3 separate regions of the Sus scrofa genome follow, and all the other regions are linked to region 1. The links are chromatin contacts, called in public Hi-C and HiChIP or PLAC-seq maps. All regions are on one chromosome and are shown on one strand. The core of a region is the stretch at or near the end of the contact, and the rest is flanking DNA. Distances in the headings are between cores, read along the strand shown. Region 1 holds the start of CRYZL1 (crystallin zeta like 1). Region 2 overlaps ITSN1 (intersectin-1). Region 3 overlaps ITSN1 (intersectin-1).

Region 1 (4,063 bases), core at 1,059-3,558:
ATGCTATGCCCTGCACCTCTACTGAACACAAGGGCTCAGCGGCCACCTTCGGACCTTGCATTTCTTATTTTTGCACGTGGACTGTCTAGTTCTTTGGTCTAGAGTAATAGGACATTTCTAAACCGACAGTAACCTGACCATTAAAGATTCAAGAGGTCAACAGCACCTGGACTATTGCCTTACCAACATTTTCTAGACACCTGCTCCATAGAAAGTGCAACGCTAAGCTCTGGTTTAGAAGGATTCTCAGGACAGTAGCCAAGAAGGATTCTCAGGACAGTATAATTTAAAAGTTATAATATGGAAATAATAAAATGTCAAAAACTTTTTTGAATCTAAAAAATCTTTTTCACCAACTCCCCCACCCCTGCCGCCAAAACATTGTGATTCCATAGGGAAACATTTTAAGAATTCTCCAGCTTTCTCATCTTCTTCCTTCAAGAAGGTGCAAGAGTGAACCAATACATATTACTGCCCAGGGTACAGTAATGGTTCAAAGCCCTAAATATCTCCTTGAGGTTTTGAACACTCTTCCTCATTCTAGAACTTTGATTTTGAATGCACAGCACAGAGCATTGTAAAACTACCAAAACAGGAGTTCCTGCTGTGGCACAATGGGATCGGTGGTGTCTCTGTAGTGCCAGGACACAGGTTCCATCCCCATCCTGGCACAGTGGATTAAAGGATTCGGTATTGCTGAAGCTGCAGCGAAGGTTACAACTGTGGCTAGGATCTGATTCCTGGCCCGGGAACTCCACAGGCCGAGGGGTAGCCAAAAAAGAAAAAAAGAAAAAAAAAAAAGATTAAAACTACCAACATATTTTATTGCAACTGACATTTGAAACTGTTTCAAATTTGAATGTCTCAACCCCTGCCATAAACTGGAGGAAAGGTATCAATGAGTTGAAATTAGGGATTAAAGGGAATAATTATACATTGCAGTGGTTGATGGATAGGATTAGAAGTCATAAGTGAATTTACTCTGAATCCTGGCTTTCCTGCTTCTTCACTGTATGACTTGGCCTACATAATTCTAGCCTCCTGGGCCTTGGATTCCATACCTGTAAGACAGGTATAATTATAGCAGGTACCTCAAAGGGTGACTGGAAGGCTTAAACAACACATGCAAAACACTCAATACAATACCTGGCATGAAATAAGTGTTCAATAAATGGCGGCTATTTTTGCTCTTATTTCTGTAAATTGAGCAGAGAAATTGTCAAGTAGCTCCAAAGCCCATCTCACAGAGCAGTAAGGGGTTCTACCAGGTGCAACCTGAGCTTTATTAGCACCTATTAATTTCTGCAGTGGGTTATTATATCATCTAGATCTGTGCTGTCCAGTAAGAGAAGCTACTAGTGGTTAAGGAGCCCTTGAACTGTGCATTGTCAGAATTGTGGTGTGCTGTTAGTGTAAGATGCCCATCAGACTTCAAAGACTTAATACGAAAAAAAGAGAGACTGTATCACGTCTCCATTTTAAAATATTTGATTATGTGTCGAAATGATAATGTATTAGATATACGGGGTTAAATGAAACACTAAAGTTAATTTCATGTTTTTCTTTTCTTTTCTTTCTTTTTTTTTTTTAATGTGGCTCCCATTAAATTTGTACTCAGCAGAGCTGATGCAGAACGTTGCTGCTCATACAACGTGGACTAGAAGCACCTGCGAGCGTGTCAGAAATGCAGATTCTCAGGACCCGCCCAGACCTTTAAGACTGAGGTGATTCTCACGCATTGCTCCCAAATACTCTCTTTAGCTTCAATGTGATGGGCAAATCTGGCCCTACAGTTATATAAATGCGAATACACTCGCTTTAAGTAATTGCTCCCCCCCCAAAAAAATATCCCAAACACAAAAAACGTAAAGGAGGAGAAAGCGGTGATCGAGAAGTAAGGCAGCAAGAAAAAGACACTCAAAGTGTAAGAACAAAAAGATGCAAGAGGGGGAAAAATCCAACCTGGGAGATTCTGTAGAAAAGACCTTTCAGACTTCTGCCTCCATAAATGTGGAGGGAGCGGCAAACAGATAAAATCTACCACCGAAACCTGAAAGGACCAGGAAATCCTCAGTCAAATTAAGTCTTAACCGCCCCTCAGCGGCCTCAGCTAAGCTAGGCCGGGGCCCAGGAGGGTCTGCGGTTGGTGCGCGACGTGAACCACCATCCGCCCCAGGGCTGGACAGTTCCACGGGCCTTCTCGGATCTTTCGCCCAAAGCCCGGTTTCCCAAGACACACAACCCGTTTCTCCGCGCTCACCTGCTTCCAAGACGCCCCAACGGCCTGCACCTCCACCACCGCCACCTTCAAGGCCTTCTGCGGAGAGCCCGCCCCCTATGGGCCAGGAGATGCTCCCATTGGTCAGGCCGCTCGTCACTCTAGGAGACTCTCCGACTCTCGGAAGCTGTAGAGAACGCCATAGCAACCAAACTTGAAACTACATCTCCCGGCATGCTCTGAGGAGAGGCATCAGGGGCTGCCAATAAATGCGTAAAGTCCTAGTTGCCGAAGGGTTCAGTTTTATGCAAATTTCAGTTGAAGACCACACCCTTCCTCATTCCAACCGTATCTCCATCACCTTCCTTGGACTACGTCCCGCCTCCCTTTTGCGACCACATTGTTCTCTCCTTTAAACCTTCCGTTAGTTGAATGCATGCTAACTAGTGTCTTTCCTCCCACGGCAAGGACAAACACACTGAAATTATGGAACAAAATCTCCACGACCACTTGAAGAAAATCCCAGACCAGAAACCTCTAGTTACGCCTTCTGGAAGGGGGGCGGGGAGGAGGAGAGTCTTGCACACGTCCTCTTTGAGCTTGCTCATTGGATTACTAGGCTGTTACTCTGCCCTCTTCCATTTTTATTGGCTCCCTCTCATTGCGTTCTCCCCTGTGGGCGGGGCTAGAGGTAAGGGGCGGAGAGGAGGTGCGGGCCCTTTCTTTTGATTGGCAGCGCTTTTGTCCCCACCCACCTGTGGGAGGAGATGGAGGGGTGGATGGGAGCGGGGTAGGCAGCCGAGGGAGATGAGGAGATAGGCGGGAGCGAGGGAGCGAGGGAGGGAGCGAAGGAGGTAGAAAAGAGCGGAGAAGAGGGGAGGGAGCGCAGCTTGGTTGCTCCGTAGTACGGCGGCTCGCAAGGGAGAATCCCGAGCGGGGCTCCGGGACGCACGGAGAGGCGGGCGGGCGGGCGGGGATGGTGTGCAGGGCTGCGGCTCCTGCGTCCCTTCTCGCGGCGAGTGAGCTGCACTGATTTGTCTGTGGGGCGGCAGCGCGGACCCGCCTGGAAATGAGGTGAGGAGCAGGCTGGACCTCGGCGGCCTGGACCCGGGAGGCGGCGGGGGCGGGGGTCGCCGCGGGGGTCGGCGCGATGGCCGCCCGGGGCGCGCGTCCCGCGGGCCAGTGCGCGTCCCTCCGGGCACCCTTCACCCTTTGCCGCGCGCCTTGAAGGCGCGGCGCTCGCCACCCCTGAGCCTCGTCCTTCCCATCCTCCCGGGGGTGGCGGTGGGGCGGCCGGCTGGCGGTCTCTGGGAGGCGGGGGCTCCGCGGCGGATAGAGGGGGTGGCGGCCGCGGGACGCGCTTCGGGTTGAATGGGCATCCACAGCCTTGGCGGGCGGAGCGGGGTTCCTCCTTCCCTCGGGGGACATGAGGCGGTCGGTCCTTCTAGGGCTGACCTCGCTGCCCTCGGCCGCCTGAGCGTGGCGGACCGGCCAAGCCTCGCCTCCCCGCCGGCCTCCTGGGATCCGGAGCTCGCGGGGAGCGGCATCGCGCCTCCCGCTTCTCCCCCCGCGCGGCCTCGAGTCCCCGGCTCATCCCTTTCTCTCTTTCGTGTGCCTGCAAAATCCCTGTCAGTGAAGGGCAGTCAATGCCGTTTGGCCCTGAGTCCTCCTGCCGGGGCCGACTCTGATGGTATTTAACAGAAAGCTGCTCTCCTTCGGTGGGAGCGCGTCCCCGGTGTCTACCGCTTGCCCTTCCCTTCTTTACGCACAGACACGGTTTTATGGTGTGGACCGAAGGCACAATTGCGGGCTCTTGCTTGAACGAGGAAATGTAATCAGAATCCC
Region 2 (4,063 bases), core at 918-3,417, 110 kb after region 1:
GAGTTCCCATTGTGTCTCAGTGGGTTAAGAACAGACTAGCATCCATGAGGATGCGGGTTCAATCCCTGGCCTCAATTAGTGGGTCAGGGATCTGGCGTTGCCGTGAGCTGTGGTATAGGTCACAGATGAGGCTTGGATCTGGCATAGCTGTGGCTGTGTCACAGGCCAGCAGCTGCCATTCTGATTTGACCCCTAGCCTGGCAATTTCCATGTGTCTCTGGTTTGGCCCTAAAAGGAAAATAAAATAAAATAAACCAGATCTTTGCATAGTCTTGTCAAGTAGAAGAATTTATTACAGTAAATTTAAGCTTGTTTCCCCTTTGCAAGGATCAGTATAGAGTGTATTTTAGGCTAAATAAGACCATGGATGGAAGCAGAGCAGGTTCGTTGAGATGGATGAAATACCAAGATGATTGTCATGATTATAACTATGGAAATAGTTGTATGACTCCTCAACCTCCAAAACAGCTACTCATTCAGCTTAAGAATAAGAATATCAAGAATATCAATTCAGCTTTCTCCTTCTTTTGGATGCCATCACATTCTGGCTGCCTCTGTACATGTGTTGTTAAGCCTAAGAATGCCATTGATGATCCCAAGCAGAAGAAAGTGAGACCCTCTGGGCTTGTGATATGAGCTTACTCACTGTGGGAAGTGAAGATAATCTATTTGGGGCACAGTTTACCCCACTGATTGCCTGGGTGGATTTAGCTGATGCACCTGGTTAGGTGGGCACCCCCTTGTTCCTTCTCTCTCCCCCCCCTTTTTTTTTTTTGCTTTTTTTTTTTTAGGGCTGCACTCACGGCATATGGAGGTTCCCAGGCTAGGGGTCGAATCGGAGCTGTAGCTGCCGGCCTACACCATAGCCACAGCAATGCAAGATCCGAGCCGTGTCTGCAACCTACATCACAGCTCACGGCAATGCCGGATCCTTAACCCACTCAGCGAGGTCAGGGATTGAACCCACATCCTCTTGGATGCTAGTTGGGTTCGTTAACCACTGAGCCACAATGGGAACTACCCCTTATCTCTTCTCAACATGAGGTATATGCTGTTGTGTGCTCATAAAAGAGACACTCATATTTACTTTGCTGCACACCTGAAATCAACACAGCCAAGTCAACTATTCTCCAGTAGAATTTATTTAAAAATAAAAGTTTCGGAGTTCCTGTCATGGCGCAGCGGAAACGAATCTGACTAGGAACCACGAGGTTGCAGATTCGATCCCTGGCCTTGCTCAGTGGGTTAAGGATCCAGCATTGCCCGGAGCTGTGGTGTAGGCCGGTGGCTACAGCGCTAATTAGACCTCTAGCTTGGGAACCTCCATATGCTGCGGGTGCAGCCCTAAAAAGCAGTAAATAAAAAAATAAATAAGAGTTTTAAAAAGAGACACTCTGGAGTTCCTGTCGTGGCTCAGTGGTAACGATCCCTACCAGTATCCATGACGATGCAAGTTCGAACCCTGGCTTTGCTCAGTGGGTTAAGGATCTGTCATTTCCATGAGCTGTGGTATAGGTCACAGACATGGCTTGGATCCTGCATTGCTGTGACTGTGGCATAAGCCGGCAGCTGCAGCTCTGATTCTACCCCTAGCCTGGGAACCTCCATATGCCCTGGGTGCAGCCCTAAGAAAGAAAAAGAGAGACACTCTTACAAAAGGGGGGAGTTATTCTTTAATCAAAGTGTTCTATAAGTAGCTCTAGAATTCTAGTAATGCTACTATTGCTCATCTTCTCAAAGAGGTATTTGATTATCTCCTTCCTTTCTGAAACAATGGGTATTTGTTATTCATACGTTTATCACAAAAGCTAAAAATCTTAGTCATTGTTTGAATAAAGCATTGACTGCGTTTAATTATCTCTGTCCTTTCCATTCATGCTTCCCCGCCCAAACAGGGATGCCCATTGCAGCTCTGTGACCTAGAGATGTTTGTTTATCCCCGTGATATTTCCTGATCAGCCCATATTCCTTTCCTGAACATAGGCTGCTCCAGGATCGTTCTGTACACCCGCAGCTTGATTTTATGTTGTCCTGAGATACAGTCTTCACGGTTGCCAATCTAACTTAACGTTTCGCAACTTTGGCTTAGGACTTACAGAGTTAAGTACTAGAACTGCAGAAGACTCATGTGATGTTCTAGTGCATGGGTCAACACACTATTTCTGCAAAGAGCGAAACAGTAAACATTTTAGGCTTGCAGTCATACTCTGTCGCGACTGCTCAGCTTTGCCGTTGCAGTACACAAGCAGCTGTAGATCTTGCTTAAATGAATGGACATGGCTATGTTGCAGTAAAATTTTATTTGCAAAAACAGGCAGCAGGTCACATGTGGCATGTGGGCAGTGGTTGGCCAATCCCTGTTCTAGATCATTTCCCTCATTTTAGAGACTAAGGAACTTTGTTTTACAGAGGCAAAGTAGTTTTCTATCCTTTTTTTTTTTTTTTTTAAATGGCTGCACTCATGGCATATGGAAGGTCCCAGGCCAGGGATTGAATTTCAGCTGCAACTGCCACATTCGCAGCAGCTGTGGCAATGCTGGATCCTTTCAACCCACTGCTCCAGACCACAGATCAAACCCACACCTCCAAAGTGACCTGAGCGGCTGCAGTCAGGCTCTTACCCCTCTGCACCACAACGGGAACTCTGGGAAAGTAGTTTTCTTAATATCACAGGTCATTACTGAATAGAAGAGTCAGGAGTAGAATCTGAGTGTCCTGATATCCAGGCCCAGGGCTAGTTCTTTTCATTTGTCGTGACACATTTTATTGAAATTAGACAAAATATGAACTTCCTTTTATATAGTTCTGAAGTGGGCAGGATTGTTGCAAGTACAAATTAAAGCATTCTCTAGTTTTGCTAATTCTACTTTATTGTTGCCAGCATTCTAAATGCAATGTTAGGAGTTGCTGTCATGGCTCAGCAGTAGTGAACCCGACTAGCATCCTTGAGGATGAGGGTTCGATCCCCGGCCTCGCTCAGTGGGTTAAGGATCCGGCGTTGCTGTGAGCTGTGGTATAGGTTGCAGATGCATCTCGGATCCTGAGTTGCTGTGGCATATTGCAGTAGCTACAGCTCCAATTTGACCCCTAGCCTAGGAACCTCCATATGCCACACTATGAAAGACAAAAAGACACACACACACACATACAAAATTAAATAAATAAATGCAATGTTAGAGACTAAACAGAATGATCAGTGGGAGTTCCTGCTATGACACAGCGATTGGCAGTGTCTTGGGAGCGCTAGGATACAGGTTTGATTCCCAGCCCAGCACAGTGGGTTAAGGATCTGGCGTTGCCACAGCTACGGCTTAGGTCACAAAAAGAAAAAAAAAAATGATCAGTGAACTTTTCTCATTCTAGTATACCACAGAACAAGCAAAATATTACATGTAGTCATCTTCCCACCGTAATTGCTATTGCTTTCCATTCCATGGTCTGTCCATCATCCTGGGGCCACGCCTGGGGGTCACTGGTGGACAAAAGCCTTTTCTCTCTCTCCCCCAACAATGGTTTATTTAAACATTCAAAACCTTCCATGGTAGCCTTTGGTATCCAAGGCTAGTTTCCTGCCAGAAATGAAGATATTTACAAGTATTTTAAGAAATGAGAGCTGATTTTTGAGAGGAGGGTTGAAATTCCAGGAATTCTTCTTTATCGCTAACCTAGGAAGTGGCTCTGATATTAGCCATTTGAGCAACCTTGAGCAAGCCTTTTTTTTTTTTTTGGGGAAAAAAAAAAAAAGTCTTTATAATGGAATAGGTGGCAGAGTTCTCTCCTAAGGTGCCTTCTTTCTCTGCGATTCTCTGAATCTTGTGTGAATTTGCTCGTCGTCATGGTGGAAGCAGCAGGTGTTGGTAGAAGATTTTGAATTTAGAGAGACTAAGTTGCAGCTTTGTAAATAGAAACCCACAACAAATAGAGATGGTAACCCGGGAAAAATGGCAGGTTGTGTTTTGTGACTCTAATCTTTTACATTCTTGTTCTTCATCAAACATCTATTTAACAAAAATTTGTTGCCTCTACGCCAAAAGCTGTGCCTTGGGTTCCTTCCCTTTTTCAT
Region 3 (4,063 bases), core at 573-3,072, 91 kb after region 1:
TCACTACCTGCTGAGCCATGATGGGAACGCCTGTGTGTGTTTTGTTCTCCCCAGGCTCCCAGGAGCTGATTCTTTAGCTTTTGTGTGGGTGCGAATGGTTGGGGAGAGATTCCTTTAAGGTCACAGTCATTCTGAGCCTTTGCTGCCGGTTCGCAGGGCGCTGGCTGACATGAATAATGACGGAAGGATGGATCAAGTGGAGTTTTCCATAGCCATGAAACTCATCAAGCTGAAGCTCCAAGGCTATCAGCTCCCCTCCGCACTTCCCCCTGTCATGAAGCAGCAACCAGTTGCTATTTCTAGTGCACCAGCGTTCGGTGAGTCTGACAAGACATCAGGTCCTATGTTTCATTGTATGTTTTTAAAATAAGCATTTCCCCTTTTATCCCTCCCTTGCAGTTTGTAGCGTTGTGAAATTCTAGGAGGTATACTGTCTGAAAAATGACAGCCCTGCACAGAAAGTCACCGATGGAAGGGAAGAAGGTTCACCTTCTACCCCTGGGGGGAGAGTCATTAAAATGAAAAGCAAGGTGCAAATGGCTGGGGGAAAAGGAGCGAGCTTGCAGCGTGCGGCTGGCACCTACATCTGTCTTTCTCTTACTGGATTCTCGGCCCTCACGTTGTTACATGCTTCCTTTTCGCTTTCTGTTTTCAGACTGTCTTTATGTTTCCTCGTGTGTTTCCTTTCATTTATGGTATCTAGAAATATATATTTTCTTTGCAGTAGTGAGGCAACTTGGCCACGTTGCGTTCTTTCTTTGAACAAAATGCCACCAAGGGAAAAAAGGCCTATTATCTGGATCTAAACTATCATCCCATAAATGTCTTTTCAGCAGACGTTTTTCCTACAAATTAAAGGGTCATGAGTTGACCACGATTCCCAACAGTTTTGATTTCTTCTCTGTTCTCACCCTAGACTTTAATTATTTAGGTTGGTTGAAAGATTGCAGTAATCCGAGCTAACATCTCATTCATGGGAAAGTCCTTAGATAGTTTAAACAAACTACGAAAGTTGCAGAGAAGAGTTTCTTTCCCTCTCTCCATCCTGTTCTATCTGATGACTCGTGAGAAACTGGACATTTTGGGAGGAGCCAGTCAGTCATTCAGGTTGGCACTGATACCATTGATGATAAACCGAGGTACATAAATGCTGTGCTTTTACATAATAGATTCACTATTAAAAACAAACTCTGCATTGCCCTTCTCTGGATGACGTTGAGCCACCCATCTGGATTTTTTTTTTCTTTTTGTCTTTTATGGCCGCACCCGTGGCATATGGAAGTTCCCAGACTAGGGGCTGAATCGGAACTGCGGCTGCCAGCCTACACCGCAGCCACAGCAGTGCCAGCTCCAAACTGCATGTGCAGCCTACACTGCAGCTTGCAGCAATGCTGGATCCTTAACCCATTGACCAGTGCCAAGGATCGAACCTGCATCCTCATGGATACTCATCGGGTTCTTACTCTGCTGAGCCACAACGGGAACTCCAAGTCTGGATCTTTTCAAGGGAGAGATTAACAGGTTGGGGGTTAGGCAGGTAGGATAGTGATCCAGGAGAAGAAGGAAAAACTCAAAAAGTCATGTGATTGCAGGGCTAGGAAGAGTGGAAGTGGGCAGTGCTGGAGTCTCCACGGGACCCACCCCGCCCATGGTGTGTTCACAGCACCTAGCCCTCCATGAAGGAGCTTATTTAAAAGTGGAAGTTGCTCTGAATCTACAAGCCCGAAGGGGCTCGTAGCCAACATTTGGTCAGGACCCAAAGCAGCTAGAGGGTGTTTGGTTTGCTTTTGGCCTCTCTTCCGAGGCTGCAAGAAGAAACCTTGACCCTGGAGAAAGGGTCAGGTAACCACAGGCATCCCATTTCCTCTTTTTCTCTCAAACCCAGGGGTCAGTAATTCTTGCTCTGACATTTAATATGTCTTCTCTTATTCCATTCTGCTGTAGGAATTTCACCTCTAGGGATACTGCTGATATATTTTCAGGAGGTGTGGCCTCGCTGCCCAGAGGGTTTTACCGGCACTTGAGTCACCCGCCCCAGCTTCTAAGGGAAGCCAGGACTTCTAAACTGCCCTGCCCATCAGAACTCAACTCTTGGTCTTGGCTTTTCTTTTTTTTTCTTTTTTTCTTTTGTATTTTTTGTCTTTTTAGGGCCACGCCTGCAGCATATGGAGGTTCCCAGGCTATGGGTCGAATTGGAGCTGCAGCGGCCGGCCTACACCACAGCCACAGCAACTCAGGATCTGAACCATGTCTGCGACCTACACCATAGCTCACAGCAACACTGGATCCTTAGCCCACTGATCGAGGCCAGGGATGGAACCTGTGTCCTCATGGATACTAGTTGGGTTCCTTAATCGCTGAGCCACAGCAGGAACTCTTGGTCTTGGCTTTTCCACTGCCTTTCCTCCCATCATTCTCATCCCATCAGCCTTCTCAGTATACTGTTTATTAGAAGGGAATAACAGAAAATAAGAGGTTAAAAGTACATGGTCCTGGACTTCCCTGGTGGCTCAGCAGGTTAAGGATGCCATGTTATCACCACTATGGCTCGGGTTCGATCCCTGGCCTGGGAACTTTCACATGCTGTCGGCATGGCCAAAAATATAAAATAAAATAAATAAAATATGGATACTTAAAAAAAATAAAAATAAAAACAAAGTATGTGGTCCTAATCCTCTTTGCCCAAGTTGACTCACAGATTTAGCCTTTGCCACTAAATCTAGTTCTACCTCTCAGCTCAGCCCAAGGTAACTTTTTTCTTTATCCTTCTGGCCACTTAAAAATAGAATTTATTACCGTTATCATTATTTTCTAATTAACATTAGACATTTCTTCCCCCTTTTTTTGGCTGCCCTGCAGCATGTGGAGTTCCCGGGCCAGAGATCAGACCCGAGCTGTAGTTGTGAACTAAGCTGCAGCTGTGGCAACACTGGATCATTAACCCACTGTGCTGGGCCAGGGATCGAACCTGCGTCCCGGCACTCCCAAGTCGCCGCCAATCCTGTTGTCACAGTGGGAACTCCTAATTAATATCAGACGTCATCTGACCATGGATTTCCTAGCCCTGCGCCTTCTCATACAGTCTTTTATTTGGTCACAGCAGTAACCCTAGAAGTGAGGGGAAATTATTGGCCCTGTTATATAAATGGGAGAACTGAGATTCCAAGAAGTTTGAACAGTTTGCTTGAGACCATGTCTCTGAAAGGGAGGTTAGAGCCCATCCAAACTCCCAGTTTTCCTCGGGGCTCTTGGCTTCCTTGTTACCCTCGCTCTCTCATTATCACCAAGTCACCTGCGTGACATGGAGCCTTGGCACCCTCCCAAGGTTAAGGCAGGTGTTAGCGCCCTGTGGAGTGAAGGCTGGCTAGGGGTCCAGCAGTCATTTGGGTAAGAAGAGGAAAATGGGGTGCAGTGATGTCATGATCTGCCTGAGGGAACCCGGCTGTATTCCAGGACATTCTGTGAGTATGCCTGGTACCTTCTTCCCTCAGTGCATTTGTACACAGCATGCTGCTTCTTTTAGTCTGGACTCAAATGTTTCAAGGGGAGGTTGGTTTTTTTTGTTTTGTTTTGTTTTGTTTTTTGTTTTCAGTTCTTTTGCCAGAGTCCATGGTTTTACTGGATCCAACTAATATTTTAAAGCCCTGACAGTGTGTCCTAGTTGCTGGGAAAATGGTGATGAGCAGGCCATCATGGCTCCTGCTGCTCTGGAGCTGGTTGGCAAGTTGGAGGAAGCAAAGGGACAGACAATTCTATGAAACAGGGTAATATGTTCCAGACTGGTAGGACAGGGTAGTTAGGGAGAATTCTCTGAGGAGCTGACTTAGGGATGAGAGCCAGGCATGGAGAAAACCCCCAGGCAAAAGCGGCAGGTCCTAAGGCCAAACGTGGTGTGTGGGGAACAAAGATGAGAGCCTTGCAGATGAAGAGTCCTTAGGACTTAGGAGCTAAGGTAGGAGCCAGGTGGTTTGGGGCCTGATAAAGACTCTAGGATTTCTTTTTCTTGCTTTCTTGCTTTCTTTCTTTTTTTTTTTTTTTTGGTCTTTTCAGGGCCGCACCTACG

Evidence for each region. A called contact is a pair of places that touch in the nucleus more often than the background predicts. HiChIP or PLAC-seq counts read pairs in DNA pulled down with a chosen protein or histone mark.
Region 2: a contact with region 1 is called in an H3K27ac HiChIP or PLAC-seq map of alveolar macrophages. The contact joins the enhancer-like site here to the promoter of CRYZL1 in region 1. A contact is called at or near these places in 1 of 5 promoter capture datasets (fetal liver), 7 of 47 Hi-C or Micro-C datasets (embryonic fibroblasts, epiblast stem cells, fetal heart ventricle and 2 more) and 2 of 2 datasets of contacts at active chromatin or transcription factors (alveolar macrophages and skeletal muscle).
Region 3: a contact with region 1 is called in a Hi-C map of embryonic fibroblasts, with 2.4 times the contacts expected there. The contact joins the enhancer-like site here to the promoter of CRYZL1 in region 1. A contact is called at or near these places in 1 of 5 promoter capture datasets (fetal liver), 4 of 47 Hi-C or Micro-C datasets (embryonic fibroblasts, epiblast stem cells and liver) and 2 of 2 datasets of contacts at active chromatin or transcription factors (alveolar macrophages and skeletal muscle).

The regions. Positions count from the first base shown.
Region 1 is chr13:197,246,077-197,250,139 of Sscrofa11.1, forward strand. It overlaps CRYZL1 (crystallin zeta like 1), which reads right to left and starts at 2,309. Exons shown (of 13, transcript NM_001098596.1): 1 at 2,261-2,309.
Region 2 is chr13:197,356,129-197,360,191 of Sscrofa11.1, forward strand. The region is part of intron 8 of ITSN1 (intersectin-1); the gene reads left to right. Among named protein-coding and RNA genes, the nearest start is that of ITSN1, 57 kb to the left of the region's middle. Within about 2 kb of position 2,168, at least 2 of the 83 cell types and tissues checked have an H3K27ac peak or open chromatin away from gene starts, as enhancers often do. A contact at or near this core is called in alveolar macrophages, where this site is marked.
Region 3 is chr13:197,337,994-197,342,056 of Sscrofa11.1, forward strand. It overlaps ITSN1 (intersectin-1), which reads left to right. Exons shown (of 42, transcript XM_021070946.1): 5 at 157-317. Among named protein-coding and RNA genes, the nearest start is that of ITSN1, 39 kb to the left of the region's middle. Within about 2 kb of position 1,823, at least 6 of the 83 cell types and tissues checked have an H3K27ac peak or open chromatin away from gene starts, as enhancers often do. A contact at or near this core is called in alveolar macrophages, embryonic fibroblasts and skeletal muscle, where this site is marked.